Linked DNA regions of Mus musculus: all the other regions are linked to region 6. The links are chromatin contacts, called in public ChIA-PET, Hi-C and promoter capture Hi-C maps. All regions are on one chromosome and are shown on one strand. The core of a region is the stretch at or near the end of the contact, and the rest is flanking DNA. Distances in the headings are between cores, read along the strand shown. Region 1 overlaps Scimp (SLP adaptor and CSK interacting membrane protein). Region 2 holds the start of Cntrob (centrobin, centrosomal BRCA2 interacting protein). Region 3 holds the start of Rpain (RPA interacting protein). Region 4 holds the start of Dhx33 (DEAH (Asp-Glu-Ala-His) box polypeptide 33). Region 5 holds the start of Scimp (SLP adaptor and CSK interacting membrane protein). Region 6 holds the start of Rnasek (ribonuclease, RNase K).

Region 1 (3,599 bases), core at 620-3,119, 550 kb before region 6:
CAGAAGACAGGACAGCTTGATGTTCCCGAGGCTCCAGATGTTTCTGTTGCTCCAGATGTTTCTGCTGCTCCAGATGTTTCTGTTGCTCCAAATATTTCTGCTGCTCCAGATGTTTCTGTTGCTCCAGATGTTTCTGTTGCTCCAGATGCTCCTGTTGCTCCAGATGCTCCTGATGTTTCTGACACTGCAGAAGCTCTACCCCAAGATTCTGAGGATGTGGCCTTGGCACCTTTGTGGAGGAAGTTTCCTTAGTGCAGACCACTGGGCCTGTGAGAACTGACTCATTTCTCAACATTTTCTTTCGTTCCCTGGGTGAATGTAGCTGTAAGGCAGTGACTCTCAACCTTCCTAATGCAGGGATCCTTCAATACAATTCCTTATTTGTGGTGATCCTCAACCATAAAATTATTTTGTTGCTACTTCATACTTGTAATTTTGCTACTGTTACGAATTGTAATGTAAATATCTGATATTCAGGGTATCTGATATTTGACCCCTAAGGGGGTTGAGACCCCTAAGCTGAGAGACTGCTAGGGATCATAGTCTTGGTGTTTGATTGTGTGGAGCCTCCCAGCTCTCAATCCCTATGTAGGCCACACCTTAAGGATGCCTGTCTCCCTTCTCTCAGGCCCCACCCACCCCTGAACCTCCTAGAAGCCATGACTTGTCTTTATAGCTGAGGGCTCTTGTGATGCGCAGACACTTTGAGTCTGTAAGGTGAGAAAGTGACGCTGCCCCACCCACTCACACCTCAACCCCCAGGATATTTATAGAATGTGGACCAAACCCATCAAAGAGTCAAGTTCTGACACAAGTTTATTTCCTGTGTTTTCAGACACCATTTCTAATGATCAACAGAGGACTCAAGTGGCCTTCTGACTTCTGCCCCCAGCTAGCTTTTCTTTGGCAGTGGGTATGTTGGCTGTGCCAGGAAGAGTAGATTGCCCCAGGAAGTGTCCAGCCAGCACCCTCCAGCAGGGTACTCAAGACGAGAGTTCAGAGCTTAATGCCCCTTCTGTAGCTTTCACTATCACATCTTTAGTGGTCATTCCTTACTTTTCCATCCTATCTTTCCTGGGGTGCTGTTGTTTCCTCTTTCCCTCTCAGCATTGCTGAGTGATGTTGCCAATACCACAGGGCTCAGCATCCCCTTTACCCTAGCAACTTCCCAACCACAGGCTCCAGTTCAACCCCTCTTTTCCAGTTCCAGGTTGCAGAGCCCGCAGGACACCTCCATCTGATTATCCCACGGGATCCTCAAATTCAACATATTCCATGGATAACTGATGACACATCCCCACCCCTGACTTCTCGTGCTAGATTACTTCCTCCCTTGCTAAGGGCAGAAGTTAGGTCCTTTCTTGCATCCTTTATTGCCAGTGTCCCCACCTCCTGTTGACTGTGCCTCAGTCAGATCAGCTCTGTCTCCATCACTCTGAGGTCAGTCAGCCCATGGCCAGCACTTCCCAAAGAGAACTTTAAGAACCTCTAACCAGTGTCCTGCCTCTGGTATTTCAGACTCCAAAACACTGATTGGCAGCTGGTGATTTTTGAAAGTGAGCAACCGAATACTTCTTCCCATTGCTAAAAGCTCATCTTTACCTATTAGCCTCAGACAGAGGCCAAACTCTTAAATATGGCTTACAAGATTTGTCAGGATTTTATTACTGGCTAACTTTTCACACACTACCTCCTCCTGGCAACCTCCATGTTCCCCAGTGTTTTTCCTCTACTTGTAAGTACCTTTGCTGTGGTCTCTCTTGTCCCTGCTATACGCAATATTCCTCCCCTCCTTTGCATCTTAGGCACTGTGCTTTCCTCACCGGCCCGATGTGGTGGTGGCCTTTGTAGGTGCTTCCCCTTCATAACTCTTATATCCGGAACGATCTGCTCATGTGACTTTCATTTCCAGTTGAACAAAGGCAACACCAGTGCAGAGACAGGCCTTCTCTTCTTCCTTGTTTTCCCTGTTCCTAGCATGCTGAGGATGGTCAGTAAGTATGCTCAATGATCGAATGAATGAATGGATGAATGAATGAATGAATTCCAGGCCCTAAACTTTCTGTTCTCCCTATACTGGGAGGCCCATGTGTTGATATGTGTTGTCCAGCTAGTGGTTCTATTTTGGGAGGGCCTAGAAACATTAAAAGGTGAGGTCTAACAGGAGGAAGTCGGTAGCCAGGGTGTGTCAAGGGCTGTGTCCTGCCCTGGGGGTTCTCTTGTCTGTTTCTCTCTTTCCTTCTGCTTCCTAGCTACCCTGTGCTGAAGAAACTTCTCCTATGCACTCAGACGGCCTCCGTGTTCTGCCTCACAACGGGCCCAGAAACACAAGCCAGGTAGCCATGAACTGAACTCACTGGAACCACAAGCTGAGATAGACCCTTTCTCAAGCTGTTCTCTCAAATGAGTCCGGGTTGCAGCCATGTGAATATGAGGCTCCTTAAGGGAGAGCTTCTATTTTCCCAGTGTCCATAATAAGCCCCCGCACACAGAAGGCACTTAATAAATATATTTTTGAATGCCAAACACACAGGGAAATATAACAACCAGTTTATTTGCCAGCAAAAAAGTAGAATAAAAGTTTTTGGACATTTATAAATTTGTTGTGAGTTGAGCTAGGCTCATGTACTAAGACTGTGCTTTCTACTGCCAATCTGTGTGACAACATTAACCATATCAAGACGTCATAGGACCTTAGTGTATATTCTAGTCACACAGCAGAGCCCAAGCCAAGTGACCAGCTACATAGTCACTGATTTAAAAGAGTCCAGAAATAAGAAGGTAGGGCCCATCCTGAGCTCACTCCCTGGATAACTATGGTAACCACAATAGTGCTGACATATCATTTTGAAACAGATCATGGATGGCTGCCTCAACAGTTTTGAAAACTCATGCCTCAAATCACAGAACCATAGTTTTCTCCTTTTTAAAAATTATATCTATTTTGTATGTATGGATGTTTTGCCTGCATGCATACCATATGTGTGCAGTGTCTTCAGAAGACAGCGTTAGGTCCCCTGGGACTGGAGCTACAGACAGCTGTGGACCTCCATGTGGCTGGTGGGGATTGAACTCGGAACCTCTGGAAGTCAGTGCTCATAACTGCTGAGTCATCTCTCCAGTACCTCCATGGTGCGCCCTTGGTAATAGTTGCAGTCTGGTCTTCTTTATGAAACAAACAAAATTAAGGGACTGGGGAGATGGCTCCATGGTTAAGAGTTCTTCCTATTCTTCTATAGCTCTTTGGCTTTGTAGGATATACTGGTCTTTCAGGCAGCTACTGGTGTCTGTACAATTCTGGAGTCTTGGGAAGGCCTCTCTCTCTACATGGCTGTGTTGGGCTGTACCTTAGACAGGACACTCTGATATCCATTCCCTGATGCAGCTCCTCTGCCTGGCCTTGAGGATATCTCTGGGGCATCATTGGAAACTGAGGTGGAAGGACTCTTGCCCACAGACACTACACTTCCCATTCATGGGGAATGACACTTTGCAGGCATCCGTGGTGTACCATTTGGTGGCCAGAGCTGTGCCTTGGACCACAGCTTAAACCTCTGCTTGGGTGGCTACAGAGCCCTGAATCATAATACAGGAAACAG
Region 2 (3,648 bases), core at 1,105-3,604, 920 kb after region 6:
CCGCCTGCCTCTGAGTAGAACACGCTGCTCATCTGCATAAGCTCCGCCTGCAGAAGCTCCAGAACTTAAATAATCAGTGTGCCTTGCCCAGAACATCCCGTTTTAGGAACGGGGTTCTCACTTTCTGTACTTGAATCGTGTCCGCTTTCATTCCGGTCAGTGGTGTGCACTCGAGAGGGCGTTTTTTGTTCCCCGAGAAAACTAGATTTGGAGACATTGTCACAGCTAAAGGTAAGACAGGATGTGTGTACTACATCTATCAAGTGGTAGCAAAGGTTGCTGCTAAAATTCTAAAACACAACAAAGTATCCAGCTCGAGAGAAATCTGCTGGGAAAACCTCTTTATAGGCTTCAGGGATGTGTGGCTACCCTAGTTCTCATTTTTGTGTGAGTCACACTGGGAGGGGCCACAGGAACTCACACTCAGGCAGCAGAGGGTGACAAAAAGTTTATTCAGTTTATTCTGTGTTTCTCACAGAGTCAAGCAGGGATAAAACTGGCGTAGACTCCTGTGAGCTTCATTCTTATGACTTGAAGGCAGTGGGTGGTAGGCCTTCGGGGGAAAGCTCTCGGAGACAGGTAGATGGAAGGGCTCTCAATGTAACAAGTGAGATGGGCCCAGGCAGTCACAGGTTCTTCTGAGGGGTGAGGTAGATGTTTCAGCCAGCTCTGGCAGAGAAGAAGGGCAAAGATCGGACATAGGAGTCTAGCCGGGATCGAAAGAGCTCACTTTGCACAGTTTGTCCCAGCGGGCACAGAGGATTCTTCACAACAAACTCCACATACAGCTGCGAAAAGGAGGGTGTGTGAGCCTGATGTGAGACACTTTTCATTTTCAATCTCAAACATGGTGTAATCTCGAGAATATAAGAATACACGGGTGGGGTTGGGGTGGAGAGAGCTCAGGAATTAAGAAAGCATACTACTGCTTTTGCAGAGGTTAGTCAGAGCCTAGCACCCATGTTGGTCAGCTCACAACTGCCTGTAATTCTCCAGAGGATCTGTCCTCCACAGACACTTGTGCTCATGTGCACACATACCCTCTACACAATACATATAATTAAAATAAGAAATACATCATTTATAAAAAAAAAACCCAAAAACCTGCACAAGCTCTCCCTTAGAGAAGCTATTACTGTTTAAGGAGCTAAAGGCTCTGGAGAAAACTGAGTTCAACAGGGATGTGATACAGAAGGATAAGGGCAGAAAACCCGAGGGACTCCTAGGGCTCTAGGAGGAAAAGGGTTCCTCTACTGACACTGACCGCACTGTAGATATGGTGTAGAACATCTCGGATAGGGCCCACGCCCAAGTCAGTATTCATGACAACCTTGATTCCAGTGGGAGTCTCGTAGTAATGGAGTTTGTAACGGCTAGTTTGGAAAGACAGAAAGCCATCCTTCCTGCAGAAATGAGTATTCAGACAGGAGTGAAATCACTCCCAAAGAAATATTTGTGATGCCCTCAAGGTCAACTCCTTCCTATTCATATAGATAGTTTGTAGCAGGTTCATTGAGTAAAAACACCTCCGGTCATCCCCACCCCCGATGTAATTGCAACTGCCTTCACTCTCTCCCCACTTTCAGACCATTCCTGTATCCGCTCCTGCCAGCTTCAAGATTCTCGATCCAGATTCAGCCTCTCTAAAACACACCCTCCCCTCTTTGGGGCCACACGCCACTTCCATTCCAAAACAATATCTCCTGTTCCCAAGGCTGGCTAGCTAGCCCTCCCTTCAACACCCCTCTAAAACCACCGTACATGTCTAGCGGGGACATCTTGCTGACAAACGAACGAATGGAGAAGAGCATTCCATACATCAGCTTGTACTCCTGGAGGGAGAGGTGGTAGAATTAGATCTCGGTTATGGAGGGGGGACAGGATGGGAATAGGAAGGACTTGGGATTTGGAGGAAGAGGACTGGACTGGGACTATGTGCATTTGGGGATTCGCTGGGACCCTCCGATCACCTCTTCCTTAGGGATCCCTGCTTGCTTCTTGCGGTGCCACTCGCTGTAGTGTAGACACACTCCATTCCGGTCAAAAAGGTACAGATTGTGGACAGTCATCTGCAAGATAAAGAGCCTCGCTCAGTGGCTGGTACCCAACTCTCTAGAACCTGATTCTTCAGCCAGGTGGGAACCCCACCCCCGGACTCACCGGAATTGCTCTGAAAGAGGGTGACAAGCTACTTCCGGTTTATAAAGCCCAGCTGGGTCGTAAGCGGCAACCTCAAGAACCCTTAACTCCGCCCCGATAGTCTTACTAGACTCCGCCTCCCTCCTGAAGCCAATCCGTGGTCGCCGATGCCGCGCGCATGCGTGCCCACGTTCCCGGGCCTCTGAAGCCCAGTGATGTGCGGGGAGCTTGGTCTCGCGGGCGGGTGACGTAATTCGGTTGGAGGCGGGATTGCAAGCGGTGGGCGGGAGGCTGCCAACGGTTTTGCAAGCTAGTGTCGCGCTAGGGAGGTTGGCCTTTGGTCTTTCTCTGTGGAGGTTATGGGGCTTGGGGGACAGTCCTCCTCATCTTGGGAAACCAGGGCCGACATGCTCAGAGTAGTCGGAGCCAGGTGGTTGCGGTAGAGAATACCAGGCGGCTGGTTGCCGGGTGTATGTCTGTGCGCGCGCGCGCCCCTTTTATTGAGATTTCTTAGGGTGGGATAGGGAGGAATTCTATGGACCTCTGCTGTGGCTTTTTTTTTATCAGGAAGGATTAGAGGGGAAATCCGAGGAAGTCGACTCTGGGTGGGACAGGTGAAGAAAGGGCGAAACGGGGGTGTTGTGGCATTGAAGTCTTGCCTCTTTCTTCACTAAAACCAATTGGGGGACATACATTGGGCCAGCTTTGGTTTGAGGTCTGTTTCAGTTTGCACATTTTGAGTGTGGGGAAAAAAAAAAGCTAACCATGGTTAACCCGTGCCGAAACTGATTTGCAATTTCCAGGACCCTAGTTAGGAGGAAGGAACTGCAGCGGTTCTGTCTCCCTGCATGCAGGTCTTCTGACCATTCCCCTGACTTTCTGCCTTGCACATCCGCTTTTAACCGTTCCCAGGAGTTGGGAGAAAGAATGTGTTTGCCCTCTCCATGGTCTCTGGAGTCAGTGGACACTCCTCTAACCAGAAAGCTCATTTGTTGAGGACCCAAAGTGTCTTCCTCCCTTCCAAATCTTTCTTCTTTGTGAACTTATCCACAAGTTTGGACCCCTCTCAGAACTGAGGCAGGAGTTCCCAGTCCCCTGCTGAGTCCAGTTGTCTCTTCACTGTACATGGCGACAGCAGCCCCCAGTCCCAGTTCTCCTCTCCGACCTGAGGACCTCCTGAGCGATTCGTCAGAGCCTCCTGGGTTGAACCAGGTGTCCTCCGAGGTGACCTCCCAACTGTATACTTCTTTGCATCTCAGCCGCCAAGCTGAGGCCACGGCCCGGGCCCAGCTGTATCTAGCTCCCACCTCCTCACCTCCTAACGAGGGCTTAGACAGCTTGGCTCAAGAACTGAGTCGCAGCTTGTCCGTTGGATTGGAAAACAACTTGAAGAAAAAGGTGAGAGAGGTGCGTCTTGGAGATCTCTCGGGTGTTAGAAAGCATTAGGTTCCTGGGCTTTCAGGTTAGCTTTGCTGTGGCTTGCGTCTATTAATTAGATTTAAACGATCT
Region 3 (3,748 bases), core at 94-2,593, 730 kb before region 6:
CTAACTTCAGACATTTATATGGCTTCTAAATTCCTGGAATTGTACAAATGGCTATAGTAATGGTCTTCTTGTAAAATAGTACTTTACAACCCTGGTATGGGTTTTTAATTTTTTTTCCTGTGTCTATGTGTGTGCCTGTATGAGTTTATGTGCACCACACCAGTGCTGATGCACACCAGGGCCAGAAGATGGCAATAGACCACTTGGAACTGGAGTTACAGCCATCGGGTCTGCTACTGAAACATAAGGACTCTTGAGCCATCTCTCCACCCCCAACTCGGGACAGTTTTTGTTCCCAAGTGGTTGTCACAGCTCTGCTTGAAGAACTGCTACTGACTGGTGCCATTTAGTAGGTGGAGAGACCAAGGCTGCTGCATCTAAGTGTTCTACATTGTACAGAACCACCTCCCATAATAGAACGTTCTCCTTCGAAACGTCAGCACTCACTGTTGAGAAACACTACTCCACACAACATGTTCAGCATGAAGATTGTTTTTCTGGGTGGTTCTTCTGGAATACACCCACCCTTTTGAGACTGCTGAACAGGGAGATAAGCTGCTTCTTAGAAGGAACTACTTGAGTTCGGAAGAAGGCGGAGCTTAAGTTCAACTCTCCTAACCGTGTCTGATGTTCTTCAGGAGAGAAATAACTTCTATCTCACGTGACGTATACATACGGAGTGCTTCCCTCTGTAACCGAACGTTAGGTGGTGGTGTTGCTACTGCTGTCATGACTCTTAAAATATGAAACAAAGTCGAATCCTAGGATAGCATAACACCTACGCCGGCCAACAGCCCGGGCGGCGGCCGGGACCCAATCCTATAGCAAGAGATCCACCTCGCTGGCCAGGCACACCGGGCACCTGCTCCACAACCAGTGCTGAAGCGAGCACACCGAGGACAGAGGTCCTTGGGAAGATTAGGGAAGTGATGACAACCCAAACTTCACACTCACCTGCCTGAAAGTTTCTTTCCAGTGGGGCGAGCCCACCTGCTTGTACAACAAGCGGTGCGGAGACCCCGAGGACTCTGCCATCTCCTCCCTTAGCGGGAAACAGCGCCCAAATCACCGCCCCTTAGCCGCGCGCAAAGGATTCTGGAAGTTGTAGTCTCGGCGCAGTCTGTCTGTACTTCAGGCCGCCGGGCTTTCTTGGAATTGTATCTAGTTTCTATCCCCTCACAGTGACAGATTTAGGGGAATCCGAGGATAGATGAAGCAGTGACAGTTGAGAAGTAAACACCACCCGGGCTGAGGGAGGTGAATCTTGAGAGAAAGTTCTGGGTTTACCCAGAGGAAGTTGTCCAGTAGACAATCAGACACACATCTCTCATCCTTAACGCTACCCCCTCACTGGCCCAGCAGCAGCCCCAAAGCGATCCTTACACTCCACTCCGCCCCGCCCCGCCCCGCCCACCTTGGCTTCAACCCGCGGCCCTGTCTATCCTCTAGCGATTCTTTCTTATTGGGCCAACTTCTCGAGATTCCTACACTTTGATAGGCTGAAGCTGTGAAGTGCTGGCCGCGGATTGGCTACGCACAGCAGCGGGCTTCGTTTCCTCCCGCCCCTCAATCCTGAGCTGTTAGTTCAAGATGGCGGCTGCCGTGGGGCCCTTGGGCGATGGGGAGCTGTGGCAGAGCTGGCTTCCTAACCACGTCGTGTTCTTGCGGCTCCGCGAGGGCGTAAGAAACCAGAGTCCAGCCGAAGCGGAGAAGCCAGCGGCTTCGACTTCACCCTCGTGCCCGTCTCTGCCGCCGCATTTGCCGACGAGAAACCTGGTCTTCGGCCTCGGAGGGGAACTGTTTCTGTGGGACGCAGAAGGCAGCGCCTTCTTGGTGGTTCGCCTTCGAGGCCCCAGCGGTGGTGGCGTGGAGCCTCCTCTCTCCCAGTATCAGGTGCGCCGGTCCATCGTGAAAGCAATCAGCCTTTTGGTTCGTTGGCGGACCTGGGCTGGCGTCTTTTGGGAACGCCCCACTTCGAGTGGAATGACCCCGCTTTGTAGCTCAATCTGGTCTGGAATCACTATGTAGCCCAGGCTAGCCAGGAACTCCTGCCCCAGTCTCTGAGTGTTGAGATTACGGGTCTAAGTCATTTATAAACACCAAAACAGAGGCTAGGCCTGTGTGTGTGTCCAGCACCTGACATAAACCTAGAGCATGCACAAGCTCCGTAATATCTGTGATTTGCTTCGGTGGGGGTGGAGGGGTTTGTTGAGACAGGGTTAACAGCCCTGGTTGTTCTGGAACGCACTCTGTAGAGCAGGCTGACCTCATTAACAGAGATCTGGAGGATCCTGATCAGAGCTAGGATTAAGCCATGTGCTGCCACTGCCCAGTTCTACAACAGGCATTTAAAGACATGGGCCTACAGATTTAAAAGCAATTAGAAATATTATTATATTCAAAAGAAATCCTTATTTAAAAGGATTTTTGGCTTAGTATAATTCTCCATACTAAGGTAAATAATATATTGATGGTCTCATCATTATTTACGAATAATAAAAAGAAATTAGAAATCTAAAATGGTCATGAGAAAAGAAATAGGAAGTACCAGGGTGAGAGTATTTTTGAGGCTATATGATGCTATGACAAATTATTGAAACTCCCTTAAACTATCACTCTTTTATATTAAGTCCACGTAGATGAAGCAGTACTGCTTGCTGCAAGGCGCTTGAAGGTAATCTAGGGCCTTACCTGTGACCTTGGGTGACCTGGAGCTCAAACAGAGCCACCTGCACCTTATCTGGTGCTGGGAATAAAGGCGTGAACCTTTACACTTGGCCTGAAGCTCTTCCTTTCTCTACAGTACAGTTATAAGATGGTAATCTGTTGATACTTCCGAGTTTATGTATTTACTGGGTATCAAGAGTCTGCTTGAGGCCAGGAACACAGAAGAAAAATCTCAAGTAGCGCCTACTGGGTTATGTCAGGGAAAGTTTAGAATGTTTAAGACCTGTGGTATTACCCAGAGCTGTGGTGTGGAACTACAGAAAACATGCCTTTGTTCCCTGGCCGCAAGATCAGGGGTAATTTCTCCCTTTTTTTTTTTTTTTTTTTAAGTTTTTGTTTTTAAATTTTCTGGGTATGTATGTTTTCCTGCAAATGAGTGCTGCATATAACATCTATGTGCCTGGTGCACACAGATGCTACAGAGCCACCGTGCGGGGGCTGGGAATTGAACCCAGGTCCTCTGGAAGAGTAGCCCTGTGGTTTTTATTTTCAGTTTGTGTGTGTGTTTGGTGAGAGAGAGAGAGAGAGAGAATATGAATATGAATGAGCCCCAAGAATATGGGTGCTGGGAACCAAACTCAGGTCTTTTGCAAGGGCAGCAAGTGCTTTTAGGTGTTGTCATCTATCAAGAACCTAGAGATTATTTCTTGGGGAATAATCAGCTAATGACACAGTTAGTACATGCTCAGAATGCTATTTATAACTTTAGAAATTTAAAACGTGATTATGGTTTCAAGCAACTCTGAAATAAATTTATATTAAAATTAACTATTTTTACTAAATGGTTTTACTTTCAGAGATTACTCTGCATTAATCCACCCTTGTTTGAAATCCATCAAGTCTTGTTGAGTCCAACCCAACATCATGTAGCACTTATCGGAAGTAAAGGACTTATGGCATTAGAATTACCTCAGAGGTGGGGGAAGGACTCTGAATTTGAAGGTGGAAAAGCAACTGTGAATTGTAGGTAAGTTGTATTTTCATTTAGTATTTATCTGTGTAAGTTGCTAAGACCCAAAAT
Region 4 (3,481 bases), core at 177-2,676, 760 kb before region 6:
GGGGGACCCAGATATTCTTTAAAAGGCTTTAAAGCATCTCAACAGGACCAAAGCCACAGGCCATACCGGATTCCACAACAGACAGATTCACATCTGGGTTTTTTTTTTTTTTTTTTTTTACAAAACAAACAAAAAAAAAACAGGTCTGCATACCAAATTTGATGGATAGCCTTCACATGAGTTGAGAATTATAGAACGCCACATTCTGTATAAGAAACACAATCCGGGGGCTGGTGAGATGGCTCAGTGGGTAAGAGCACCCGACTGCTCTTCCAAAGGTTGGAAGTTCAAATCCCAGCAACCACATGGTGGCTCACAACCATCCAACCAATAAGATCTGACTCCCTCTTCTGGAGTGTCTGAGGACAGCTACAGTGTACTTACATATAATAAATAAATAAATAAATCTTTAAAAAAAAAAAAAAAAGAAACACAATCGGGGACAGCGAGGGCACTGAGAACCCTACGGGTTCCAAACACATGGAGGCTCAACTGGCTGTAACTCCAATTCCAGGGAATCCAACACCCTCTTCTGACCTCCATGTGAGCATTGCAAGCAAGTAGTGCAGGAACATACTCCCAAACAAAACGCCCACACCCTCCAAAGATGAAAAAGCAAAGGTAACCACCCATTCACTCTGTGCCTGTCTTTCTGTGTTGAATTAGCAAAGCATCTAAGAGCTTGTAATTGAACAGGAAGGAAGAACTGGTTATGTACAAGTTTTCTGCAGGAGTAGTGAATACTCGCACTGATTAAGGTGTATACAATAGGGCTGAAAAGCTGTGTAAAGATTGAAAATCTAGTAGGAATGACTGGGAGGTGAGTTAAGGCAATTTTAGTTCCACTCATTTTCTTTTTTATTTCTGCTTGTATTTTTTGAGCCTATCACTTTGTGGGGAAATTACATGATATCAGAATCATAGAATTCACCTTTCCGTAACTGAAGATACTCACTAGTAGCATTTTCAAAATTCTTTGCAGCATCCGAAATGACTTTAGTCTCAGAAAATTTCACTTTCTACATTTATAAATCGGAGCTACCAGTGGGTACCTTAAAACGTACATTGTTTAGAAGAGTAAATGTTTGTGTTCCTCGTTAGATTTACAGAAATAAGTAATTGCCTTAAAACGTGACTATTGTTGGAGCCCGAGATGGGACAGTCATTTTTATTGGATAGAAATGAGAGTTTAGGACAACGTCATTACGCAACAAGACCCTAGGGAACCACACAGCTATCGTCCCCTGTTGTTACTCGGGCCGTTTTTTCGGTCGCACCTCCGACCTTGCTCTCACAGGATGTAAATGCACAGCGCATGCTGGGAATTGCAGTTCCTTTCCTCAAGGCAGGAGGCGGCTGTGAGGTCATCGGTGGTCGCCCAGCACGCCTGCACGTGGCGAGAAAGGGGCGGTGCGCGCTTGCTGTCCCCAGCCGAGCGGAACTGTCTGCGTCCCTGCCTCCGGCCGCGGTCCTCCCGACATGCCGGAGGAGGCGAGCCTCCCGCCCGCTAAGAGATTCCGGCCGGGCTCCTGCCCTCCCGGGAGACGAGTAGTGATGCTGTTGACGGCTGGCGGCGGCGGCGGAGCTGGAGGAGGCCGGAGGCAGACGCCGCCGCTGGCCCAGCCTTCGGCCAGTCCCTACCGCGAGGCCCTGGAGCTGCAGCGCCGGAGTCTGCCCATCTTCCGGGCGCGGGGGCAGCTATTGGCTCAGCTCCGAAACCTGGACAACGCGGTCCTCATCGGTGAGTGGCGGCTTTGGTGGATCTTCCTTGCTCTAGATCCCTGGCTCTGTGCACGAGGGCGGGGTTTCTTAGGGGCTTCTCACTTTCTTTGCGTTGGTTTCTTCCACAAACTTGAAAGGGTTTCAGTGCCCGGTGTGGACAGGGACCTCTGGAAAGAGGCGGACAGAGTTACCCTGCCGGCGCTGACCGCGCTCTGTGAGTTTGAGGATATTCGCCTTCCGTGACGAGGCGTGGGGAGCATATCGGAGGCTCTCAGAGAGCTTTGCAGGATGGGCCTCACCAAGGCTTTTGAGGAGGCAGCTGCGGAGCGGGTCCCTGGGGACCGGCATTCTAAGCGAGGACGGAGAGACTGGCGCCAGAAAGAATTCAGTTGGCGAGAACCAATTTCTTGTGTACGAGAAGAACTTGGCAGTGTTCGAAGGCAGGGACTGACTTCTAGTGGCTTTGCTACAGTATTGACGATAGAGGAGTTCCCGAAGGAATGTCATAAGCGAGAAAGAGACTGGAGTACTGGCAGTCAGTGGAATAGAGTGCTAAGGAGGGAAGTTCCATAACAATATGTAGACATGGTGGGGCGTGGGAGTGCACGTTGGATATGTAGTATTGATTGCAACTCCCACTAAGAATTTTTTCAAAATAACTTTAAGAACAGATCTGGCGTTGGACTGAGGAGTAATTAGGAGGTGAAAGAATGAAGGCAGTGGAAACAGGTTTCTGCTTTGGCCAACCAAGGGAAGCTGAGGCACTTGTAAATAGTCACAGATTTTGGCGAACTGAGCAGAGAGGACACTGAAGATAGATAGAACTAATGGATCAAAGTTTAGGAAATTTCAGAGATGGGGGCGCAGTGCCGGGCATCAGGAGTTATGGAGAGCCCACCTGGCACAGGAGAAAGGCTGTCTCTTTTGAAGTCACATTTGAGAAGATCCAAGAGTTCTGAGGAAAACAAAAGTTCCAGAGCCTCAAGTAGGCTTTTGGGGAGATGGAGACGGAAGACAGGCTGCAAAAACAGGAACAAGATGGACTGTAAAGCTGATGCCCAGGTGAATTTTGTCCCTCTGTTTGTATGGCTGGCATATTCTATTTTAGCAATAGTCAGTTGCCCTGGAATAGGAGTGGGAAAGATGCACAAGAGGCATTGATCTATGTCTGAGGTTGTGTGGAGGGTTCAGTAGGAAAATGCAGGATAATCAGATTCTTGGTCTGAGAGCCTTGGCTAAGTCTGGAAAGGTGAGTGGTCAGAAGCAGGCCGGGAGCTGGAAGAAAATGTAAGACTCATGGACCTGTTAAAGAGGATAAGCCATGGCAAAGAAGGGTGTGCAAGTTTCCTGAGTTGTTCTAATCAGGTGCTTTTAGAGGTACCAACAGACATACACAGGAAACAGCCTTCATTGAGTGCTTGCTCTGTGCAGTGTTTAAGCCTATGAAGAGAGCGTCTGCCCTCTGGAATTAGGGCAGAAACATTTAAGTACTTCTGTACTGTTTGAACCAGGCGTGGTGGTGTACGCCTTTAATCCCAGCACTTGGGAGGCAGAGGCAGGGGGATTTCTGAGTTCGAGGCCAGCCTGGTCTACAGAGTGAGTTCCAGGACAGCAAGGACTATACAGAGAAACCCTGTCTTGAAAAACAAACAAAGAAAAAATACTTCTGTACTGTTTGGAATAATCAGTGCTAGGAGAGAGATGAAGCAGGCACTAAGGATCCTAGAGATGAGGCCCCCTGGTACAGCCCAGAGGGTGA
Region 5 (3,413 bases), core at 494-2,993, 570 kb before region 6:
CCAAGGACCATAGCTCTGCTAGCCTAGGCTATGCTATTCCCATAGGAGCTCTGGCTAACTTTTCTTCTCCTTCTCCTTTTTTCCTTCTCCATTTCTCCTTCTTCTCCTTCTTCTTTTCCAAGACAGGGTTTCTCTGTGTAGCCTTGGCTATCCTGGGTTTTGTTTTGTTTTGTTTTGTTTTGTTTTGTTTTTTCGAGACAGGGTTTCTCTGTAGCCCTGGCTGTCCTGGAACACACTCTATAGACCAGGCTGGCCTCAAACTCAGAAATCCTCCTGCCTCTGCCTCCCAAGTGCTGGGATTAAAGGCATGTGCCACCACTGCCCGGCTCTGGCTAACTTCTCAGAAGGTAATTTTAAATTTGCTATTTGAAAGGTAGGGCTTCTGTTTGTTTTGAGACAGGCTTTCACAACATAGCCGTACTGACACTGAACTAGCAGCAATCCTCCTGCTTCTGCCTCCCCAGTGCTGGGATCACAGGTATGCACCACCATGCCTAGCTTAGGACAATTTTTGAGCAATTAAGTTTCAGCTAAGTGAGTAGGGAAGAGCACCAGCTTTGCCTTTGGTGTGGACAGATCTGAGTTGAAGGTCACCATGAAAAACTGGTTCCATGGCAGAACCTCCACACGCTTCAGTATTCTAAGAAACAAAGGAAATAATCGAATTAAGTGAAGGTCTATTGAGACCAGGAAAGTGAAACCCTGGTAGAGTCCTAGCCCCCAGCAGTACTCAACAGTGGCTCCTAACAATACAATGCAGTTGGCCCAGAAGGCTTGGGAGAGAGAGCAGCCTTGTGCACTTTCCTCCCAATTCCAAGTTCCTGGATGCCATGTTGATATTTTGAAATTGACCATGGTAGGAATATTTACACCGTAAACACCAGTGAATGCTACCTGTGGGTATCTTCTGGGCAGGTGGGGGAATCTTCCCCAGTCACTTTAGTTGTCATCATTGTTCCTGAGTGCCAGCGCACCCCTCCCTTGGAGAGGCATCTCACACACATCCATGCTGCCATGAAGTGACGACTCACCACAAGCAGCTACTTCTACAAGGCAGTTTCTTTGTTTCCTCACCCCAAACTTCCATTTTTAGAGGCTATGAGCATCACTGGGAACTCTGTCTCACAGTGTGGTAGGAAATGATTCAATTCAATTAACACTGTCCACTGGCCGGGTGTCACAGCATGCACTTGTAATCTGGTACTTGGGAGGCAGAAGTAGGAATATCACAAGTTCAAGAACAGCCTAGGCTACCCTCTAGGTATCACCACCATGCTCTCTTAGACACTCTCTTAGAGTCTCCTTGACTCCTCTAAACAGAAGTTGGGCCAACAGGTCCAGGGGTTCAAGAGCCACACTTGCGGGATGATGCATCTGTCTTCCATTTCCCACCATGCATCTCTGGGTAGACCTAGGGCCCCCCTCTCTCTTCTTGAGTCCCACATGACCATGCCCAGGAAAGTTTAAGGGAGACTTCCCCTGGGGCAACCCCCTCACTCACTCACTCACTCACTCTGGAGCCTGATTCCTCTCAGGACCCCCTTCCACACCACGACCAGCCTTCATGGGCCTCTGCTGGAGCCACGAAGGGCAGTGGGAAGGTAGCTTTTAAAAACAGAAAAACAAAAAACAAAAAACAAAACTGGAGTAGTTAGCTTCACTAGAATGGGGACCAGAAAGAGGAAGTGTGGTCAGGCTAGTGCCTGCAGCCTCCAAGGGTGAGTGAGGGTATGTGGGCGATCAAGCCTCTCCCCAGTTGTGCTTGAGTAACACCCTCAGTCCACAGCTGTCTCCCCAGCTGCTTCCAGTGAACACCCCGGCAGTCTAGGTAAGTGCTTCAACTTGCTTTTCCCACCATAGTCATCTGTCCATGTTGCTGTTAGACGTGTGGCCAAATAGGCAACCCCACAGGCACAGGCTGAGGGGACTGTCGCTCGAGGCTGTAGTACACAGCCGGGTACAACTGGAGAAAGAGTGGCCTGGAAGAGTTCACTTGGCGTGGCTGCTGAGTGACGCTGGCCATCTCCTTACTCCTCCAGTGTGTGTGCCAGGCAAGGCAAGTTTACCTGGAAGGATGAAGTCACAGTTGGGAGTGAGTTGTGTGAAGTGTGAGGAATTATCGCTATCTGCATAGTGTCTGTAATATCTGGTATTTGATTGGTAGAGGACCCGCACTGTACTGTGTATTGTAAACGCTGGCTACCTCTCAGTGCTCTTGGATGAAAGAATCAGAACAGCACGCCTCTCGGTGCCTTTGGCACTCAGCCTCTGGTGTCTGGGATTTATAAGGCACTTGCCAACCTTCAGAAGCCTCGGGACTCAGAGGTGTTCAGCTGGCGTGAGACCTCGATGGAGCCTTCTGCTTTTGACCTCTGGAAATCAATGTTCTCAATTCTTTTTTTTTTTTTTTCTTATAGAAAATATTTTCCTTTCTCTGTTTGGGAATTTTTCCTGCATGTGTGTCTGCGTATCATATACATGCCTGGCGTCCTTGGAGGAGAGATGAGGCCATCAGATCCTTGAAACTGAACTTACAGATGGTTGTGAGCCACAACACCGTGCTGGGAACGGAACTTGGGACTCCTCTGAAAGAGCAGTCATTGTTCTTAACCACTGAGCCATGTCACTAGCTCTTCAGAAATCATTTTTTCAATCCCTGTATTATGCCATAGACCATGTGGGAGGATCAGCATCTCCAGAAGTGTGTCAGGATGGAGTTCCTCCCGCCTTCTCCCCTCTCCCCCTCCCCCTTCTCCCTTCTCCCTTCCTTCTCCTCCCTTCTCCCTACATCTATCTCTTCCTCCCCTTTTCCTCCCTTTCTCCCCTGTTCCTGTTTCCTTTTTTCCTAGCAAATAGATGTATTTCCTAACTGTAGGTAAACAAATCTGCTAGATAAGCAATAAGCTGTGGGGACTGAGCATGTATGGATAGAACTGAGTCCTATGATATAATAAATCAGACTCAGGATTAATGTGCGGCCGTCCCGGCTTGCTAAGCTGTCATGCTGAGACACACATGCAGCAAGCAGCAGGACAGTGTGGGCAACTGCCAGTCCAGTTATTGGCCCAAACACTGTGTTAACACATGCAGGCATCAGAGCTAGCCATAACAGAGTTAAATATCAGTGGAGACAGGCATTCATTATGCATAAGTACCCTCGCCTTGTTAGTTCTACAGGATTCGCATTCTGACCTGACATCTTTTTTTTCCCCAGCCAGGGTTTCTCTATGTAGTAGCCCTGACTGTTCTGGAATTTGATGTGTAGACCAGGCTGGCCTTGAACTCACAGAGATCCACTTACCTCTGCCTCCCAAGTGCTGAGATTAAAGGCGTGTGCCACCACTGCCCACCCTGATACTGTTTTTAGTGGAATACTAACCACCATGTCATTATAGAGTGCGCTAGCAAGCCAG
Region 6 (3,389 bases), core at 375-2,874:
AAGGTGTTACTGGCCCCAAATAAAGACCAGTTCACCAAGTTGTTTCCTTCCATAACAGTCACCAACAAGAGAGGCAGGAAGCCCTTGTTCCCAGCCCGTGTTTCCAGCTCACGTACACCCAGTGACAACCATGTGCCTCACAAGTTCTCTTCCCCAACCATGTTAAGAACAATATCTACAAAATACACAGAAAAAAAAATGGCACAAGATTCAAGTCCATGAGCGTGTTCCTGTTTGGTGCTGGGGGCTTGAGATTAAAATGCATTCTCTCAATTGTTCTGTGGCTGCCGTCATTAGGATGGGCACACCAATCTCAGTGCAAAATTCTTTTTCATCACTGGCCCTAAGCTGGAACCCCAGCCCTGGAGGGGAGGGAGAGCTCTCTAAACATCTCCAATTACCGCCAATACTTACTACAAATGTTTCTTACTAGTGGAGTTACCAAATTTCTCCGGTGGAGAGGAAGGCCTAGTCTTATTTTTACATTTATGGGGCTTTGAATGAGAATGGTCCCATAGGATCATGTAGGTGAATGCTTGCTCAACAGCAGTGGAACCCTTTGAAAGGATTGCAAGGGCTAGGAAGTGTGGCCTTGTTGGAGGAAGTGTGTCACTTTTTTGAGGTTTCAAACACCTATGACAGTCAGTCCTGCTCCCACCCCCCACCCCCAAATCAGGATCTAGTTCTCAGCTACTGCCCCAGACCATACTGTGTATGCTGCCACGCTCCCCCCACCATGAATAATGGAGTAAATTTCTGAAACTTTAAGCACGCCCCCAGCTAAATCCTTTGTTTTGTTAAGAGTTGCCGTGATCATGGCGTTTCCTGACAACACTGGAACAGTGGCCAAGTCACAGCTTGTGTCTTGTCTTACTCAAAGAAGCAGCAGGAATATTTCTGTTTATTTTCTCCTTTCTCCAGTACACTTAGCAAGGCCGCTTTCCTTCGTGCGTCCAATGAGTCTGCCTTTCCTAGTCCCTTATTTTTCCTGAATGTAGCATTTACAACGATACTGCATTTCAAGTGAAGCATTTGCAGGATCAAGAAGTCAACTATTTAAAAGCGTCCCTCAAAGCAGGATGCTTAGCCTCAGGAGGGGACTCTTCTATTTTCTTTTCAAAGTGTCAAAGCATCTTTCAAAAGGGAGACCTGGATAGAAGCGATAGGCCGGCACATCGAATCTCCAGGACTCGCTTACCGGTTTTCCCATCACAGAAGACCACCCAAGACTAAGAAGGTATGTAAGGATCCAGACGGCCCCAAGCTTCTTGTCCTGACATAACAATCCTAACACAATTCAACTCAATTGTGGACTCCTTCCTGACACCAGGTTACAGCTGGTTCCTGGTCATGTGATCCAACAAAGTAGGTCACGTGAGAAGCCTGCTCCTTCCATTCCAAGCCGGGGTAGGCGACAAGTGATAACACTCAGGCCCTAGCGTCTGCACCACTCAACACTTCTGCCACTCGGTTCAAGCAAGACTTGTAGAGTTTCTGCTTCTGTTTCCGACACCGTGTCTCCTCTCCCCAAGCTTGGCCCACCACGCGTCACAGCGTTATCTTCTGAAAGTCACCCCTCAGAGTGGTCGGCGCCCGAGGCCACGCCCCCCCCCCCCCCCCCCCGTCGCTCTGCGCCGCGCAAGTCCCCAAATCCAGCTCCTGTCCTAGCATTTCCAGGGTTCCCTCTCCCGGCTTCTGTGCTCCGCTCAGTCTCCAGCGATCCCTCCCTACCTCCGCCCTCCATGGCGTCGCTCCTGTGCTGTGGGCCTAAGCTGGCCGCCTGTGGCATCGTCCTCAGCGCCTGGGGAGTGATCATGTTGGTGAGGGGACTAACCCGCGAACGGGTCTGAGGGGTTCTGGGGTTGAAGGGCTGGGACACGAGGAACCGCAAGCCTTAGGAAGCAGCAGACTGATTAAGGGGCTGACTAAATAGCCGCTGGAAAACGAGACGGAACTCAGATCCAGACAACTGGGGAACTGGAGCGAAAGGGTGCTGGGGCAGGACCCTGGGAATGGGAGCCAGCTCGGGCAAATTTGCGGACTCCCCAAGGTAAACAAGAGCGAGGTCCCTGAGACTTGCGTGAGTTGAATGGAGGCGAGGGTGAAGTGTGCTTGCCCCCGAAAACGGTAGCTGAGGCCTTGCTTCCCCAGGGCCCTCAAGGCCGCCACTTCCAGAAATATGAAGTGTTTCATCTCCATCTGCTCCCATGATAATGACGCGCCTCGGAGAGCTGTTTGCCATATACCTCCCTATACCCAGTCACTCTTCCCAAGGTCCTACCTCACGCCCTGTTCCACATGGCTGAGTCCGAATCCAGATACAACCACCAGATACAACTAGCCCTTTCTAGTTCATCTCTGGCGCAAGTGTTGGGCCAACATTAGACAGGGGAGGAGCCTAGGGAGCGACCAAAGAAGTAAGGTAAGAATTTGACAACCTATCTATTCCTTACTCTTCCAGATAATGCTCGGGATATTTTTCAATGTCCATTCTGCTGTGTTAATTGAGGACGTTCCCTTCACAGAGAAAGATTTTGAGTAAGTGGTCGGGTACTTGGGCGAGTTGGGCGTGGATGAGGAGTAGCATGGTTTGGGTTTATGGGGAGGACACTTCTGAAGACTGGACATTTGTGGCCCTAGGTTGGGGACTTCAAGAAGAGGGCTGCTCTCTACAAAGTAGTTGGGTGGCAGCACGCAGGGTCCTAGTTTCAATCCCCAGCGCGAGAGACAGAGACACAGAAAGGCATGTACTTAGGAGCAGTCTTGCAAGCCACGTTTCCATGGCTACCCAAGCCCACCAGCTTAGATGTGGCCTCTTCCAATATTTTGCCTTCCTGCTCCTTGGTCTACCTCTGTAAAATGGTTACCATGATAGAATTCATTTGGTATGCTTCTTGGGAAGACTAATAGGAGTTAAAGTGCTTTAGCATGGTGTCTGATGCATAGAACTTGCATATTGGATGCTCTGAATGGCTGACATTTCCCTGCTCGCTCGCCACCTTCAGGAACGGTCCTCAGAACATATACAACCTGTACGAGCAAGTCAGCTACAACTGTTTCATCGCCGCGGGCCTCTACCTCCTCCTCGGAGGCTTCTCCTTCTGCCAAGTTCGTCTCAACAAGCGCAAGGAATACATGGTGCGCTAGAGCGCGGTCCGCCTCTCCCTCCCCAGCCCCCTTCTCTATTTAAAGACTCCGCAGACTCCGTCCCACTCATCTGGCGTCCTTTGGGACTTGTGACCCTAGCGAGACGTCATCCCTGGCCCTGCAAAACTGCGCCCAGCCTCTGGAGGAGACCGAGGGTGACCGCGCCCCGTTCTGAACTACAATAAAAAGAAGCGGTTCCCCCTAAGCTTGCTGTCTGTGCTTTCAGGGAGGGGCGGGCCCGG

Evidence for each region. Promoter capture Hi-C pulls out the DNA fragments that hold promoters and counts their contacts. Hi-C and Micro-C count contacts between places; a contact is called where the count stands out from the background. ChIA-PET counts read pairs in DNA pulled down with a chosen protein or histone mark.
Region 1: a contact with region 6 is called in an RNA polymerase II ChIA-PET map of memory CD8 T cells, with 29 read pairs. The contact joins the enhancer-like site here to the promoter of Rnasek in region 6. A contact is called at or near these places in 1 of 39 promoter capture datasets (hippocampal neurons), 6 of 115 datasets of contacts at active chromatin or transcription factors (T-cell acute lymphoblastic leukemia, bone marrow-derived macrophages, embryonic forebrain and 2 more) and 1 of 9 other capture datasets (liver).
Region 2: a Hi-C map of B cells shows a contact between it and region 6, with 10 read pairs. The contact joins the promoter of Cntrob here to the promoter of Rnasek in region 6. A contact is called at or near these places in 2 of 39 promoter capture datasets (both in liver), 1 of 484 Hi-C or Micro-C datasets (B cells) and 2 of 115 datasets of contacts at active chromatin or transcription factors (memory CD8 T cells and pancreatic cancer cells).
Region 3: a promoter capture Hi-C map of stem cell-derived epiblast-like cells shows a contact between it and region 6, with 3 times the contacts expected there. The contact joins the promoter of Rpain here to the promoter of Rnasek in region 6. A contact is called at or near these places in 4 of 39 promoter capture datasets (liver, neutrophils, pre-B cells and 1 more), 3 of 484 Hi-C or Micro-C datasets (CD4 T cells, embryonic stem cells and pre-B cells) and 2 of 9 other capture datasets (liver and pancreatic islet).
Region 4: a contact with region 6 is called in a promoter capture Hi-C map of erythroid cells, with 5 times the contacts expected there. The contact joins the promoter of Dhx33 here to the promoter of Rnasek in region 6. A contact is called at or near these places in 3 of 39 promoter capture datasets (cranial neural crest, erythroid cells and pre-B cells), 1 of 484 Hi-C or Micro-C datasets (uterus) and 1 of 115 datasets of contacts at active chromatin or transcription factors (memory CD8 T cells).
Region 5: a promoter capture Hi-C map of pre-B cells shows a contact between it and region 6, with 3 times the contacts expected there. The contact joins the promoter of Scimp here to the promoter of Rnasek in region 6. A contact is called at or near these places in 5 of 39 promoter capture datasets (hematopoietic stem and progenitor cells, hippocampal neurons, liver and 2 more), 2 of 115 datasets of contacts at active chromatin or transcription factors (bone marrow-derived macrophages and embryonic forebrain) and 1 of 9 other capture datasets (adipose tissue).

Annotation. Positions count from the first base shown.
Region 1 is chr11:70,787,756-70,791,354 of GRCm38.p6, reverse strand. Scimp (SLP adaptor and CSK interacting membrane protein) reads left to right here. Exons shown (of 5, transcript NM_001045526.2): 5 at 1-423. Among named protein-coding and RNA genes, the nearest start is that of Scimp, 23 kb to the left of the region's middle. Within about 2 kb of position 1,869, at least 82 of the 459 cell types and tissues checked have an H3K27ac peak or open chromatin away from gene starts, as enhancers often do. A contact at or near this core is called in bone marrow-derived macrophages, memory CD8 T cells and pro-B cells, where this site is marked.
Region 2 is chr11:69,322,579-69,326,226 of GRCm38.p6, reverse strand. It overlaps Cntrob (centrobin, centrosomal BRCA2 interacting protein), which reads left to right and starts at 2,354. Exons shown (of 19, transcript NM_172560.3): 1 at 2,354-3,537. The coding sequence starts at 3,265. Trappc1 (trafficking protein particle complex 1) reads right to left here and starts at 2,241. Exons shown (of 5, transcript NM_001024206.2): 1 at 2,161-2,241; 2 at 1,971-2,069; 3 at 1,762-1,832; 4 at 1,265-1,403; 5 at 434-788. The coding sequence starts at 2,069. The coding sequence ends at 660.
Region 3 is chr11:70,967,794-70,971,541 of GRCm38.p6, reverse strand. Rpain (RPA interacting protein) reads right to left here and starts at 1,343. Exons shown (of 7, transcript NM_027186.3): 1 at 955-1,343. The coding sequence starts at 1,035. Nup88 (nucleoporin 88) reads left to right here and starts at 1,569. Exons shown (of 17, transcript NM_172394.3): 1 at 1,569-1,893; 2 at 3,525-3,694. The coding sequence starts at 1,591.
Region 4 is chr11:71,002,377-71,005,857 of GRCm38.p6, reverse strand. It overlaps Dhx33 (DEAH (Asp-Glu-Ala-His) box polypeptide 33), which reads left to right and starts at 1,426. Exons shown (of 12, transcript NM_178367.4): 1 at 1,426-1,741. The coding sequence starts at 1,480.
Region 5 is chr11:70,810,891-70,814,303 of GRCm38.p6, reverse strand. It overlaps Scimp (SLP adaptor and CSK interacting membrane protein), which reads left to right and starts at 1,743. Exons shown (of 5, transcript NM_001045526.2): 1 at 1,743-1,828.
Region 6 is chr11:70,238,087-70,241,475 of GRCm38.p6, reverse strand. It overlaps Rnasek (ribonuclease, RNase K), which reads left to right and starts at 1,624. Exons shown (of 3, transcript NM_173742.3): 1 at 1,624-1,820; 2 at 2,462-2,538; 3 at 3,006-3,353. The coding sequence starts at 1,743. The coding sequence ends at 3,147. It overlaps Gm40191 (a long non-coding RNA gene), which reads right to left and starts at 2,465. Exons shown (of 3, transcript XR_879979.3): 1 at 2,282-2,465. It overlaps Alox12 (arachidonate 12-lipoxygenase), which reads left to right. Exons shown (of 14, transcript NM_007440.5): 14 at 1-19.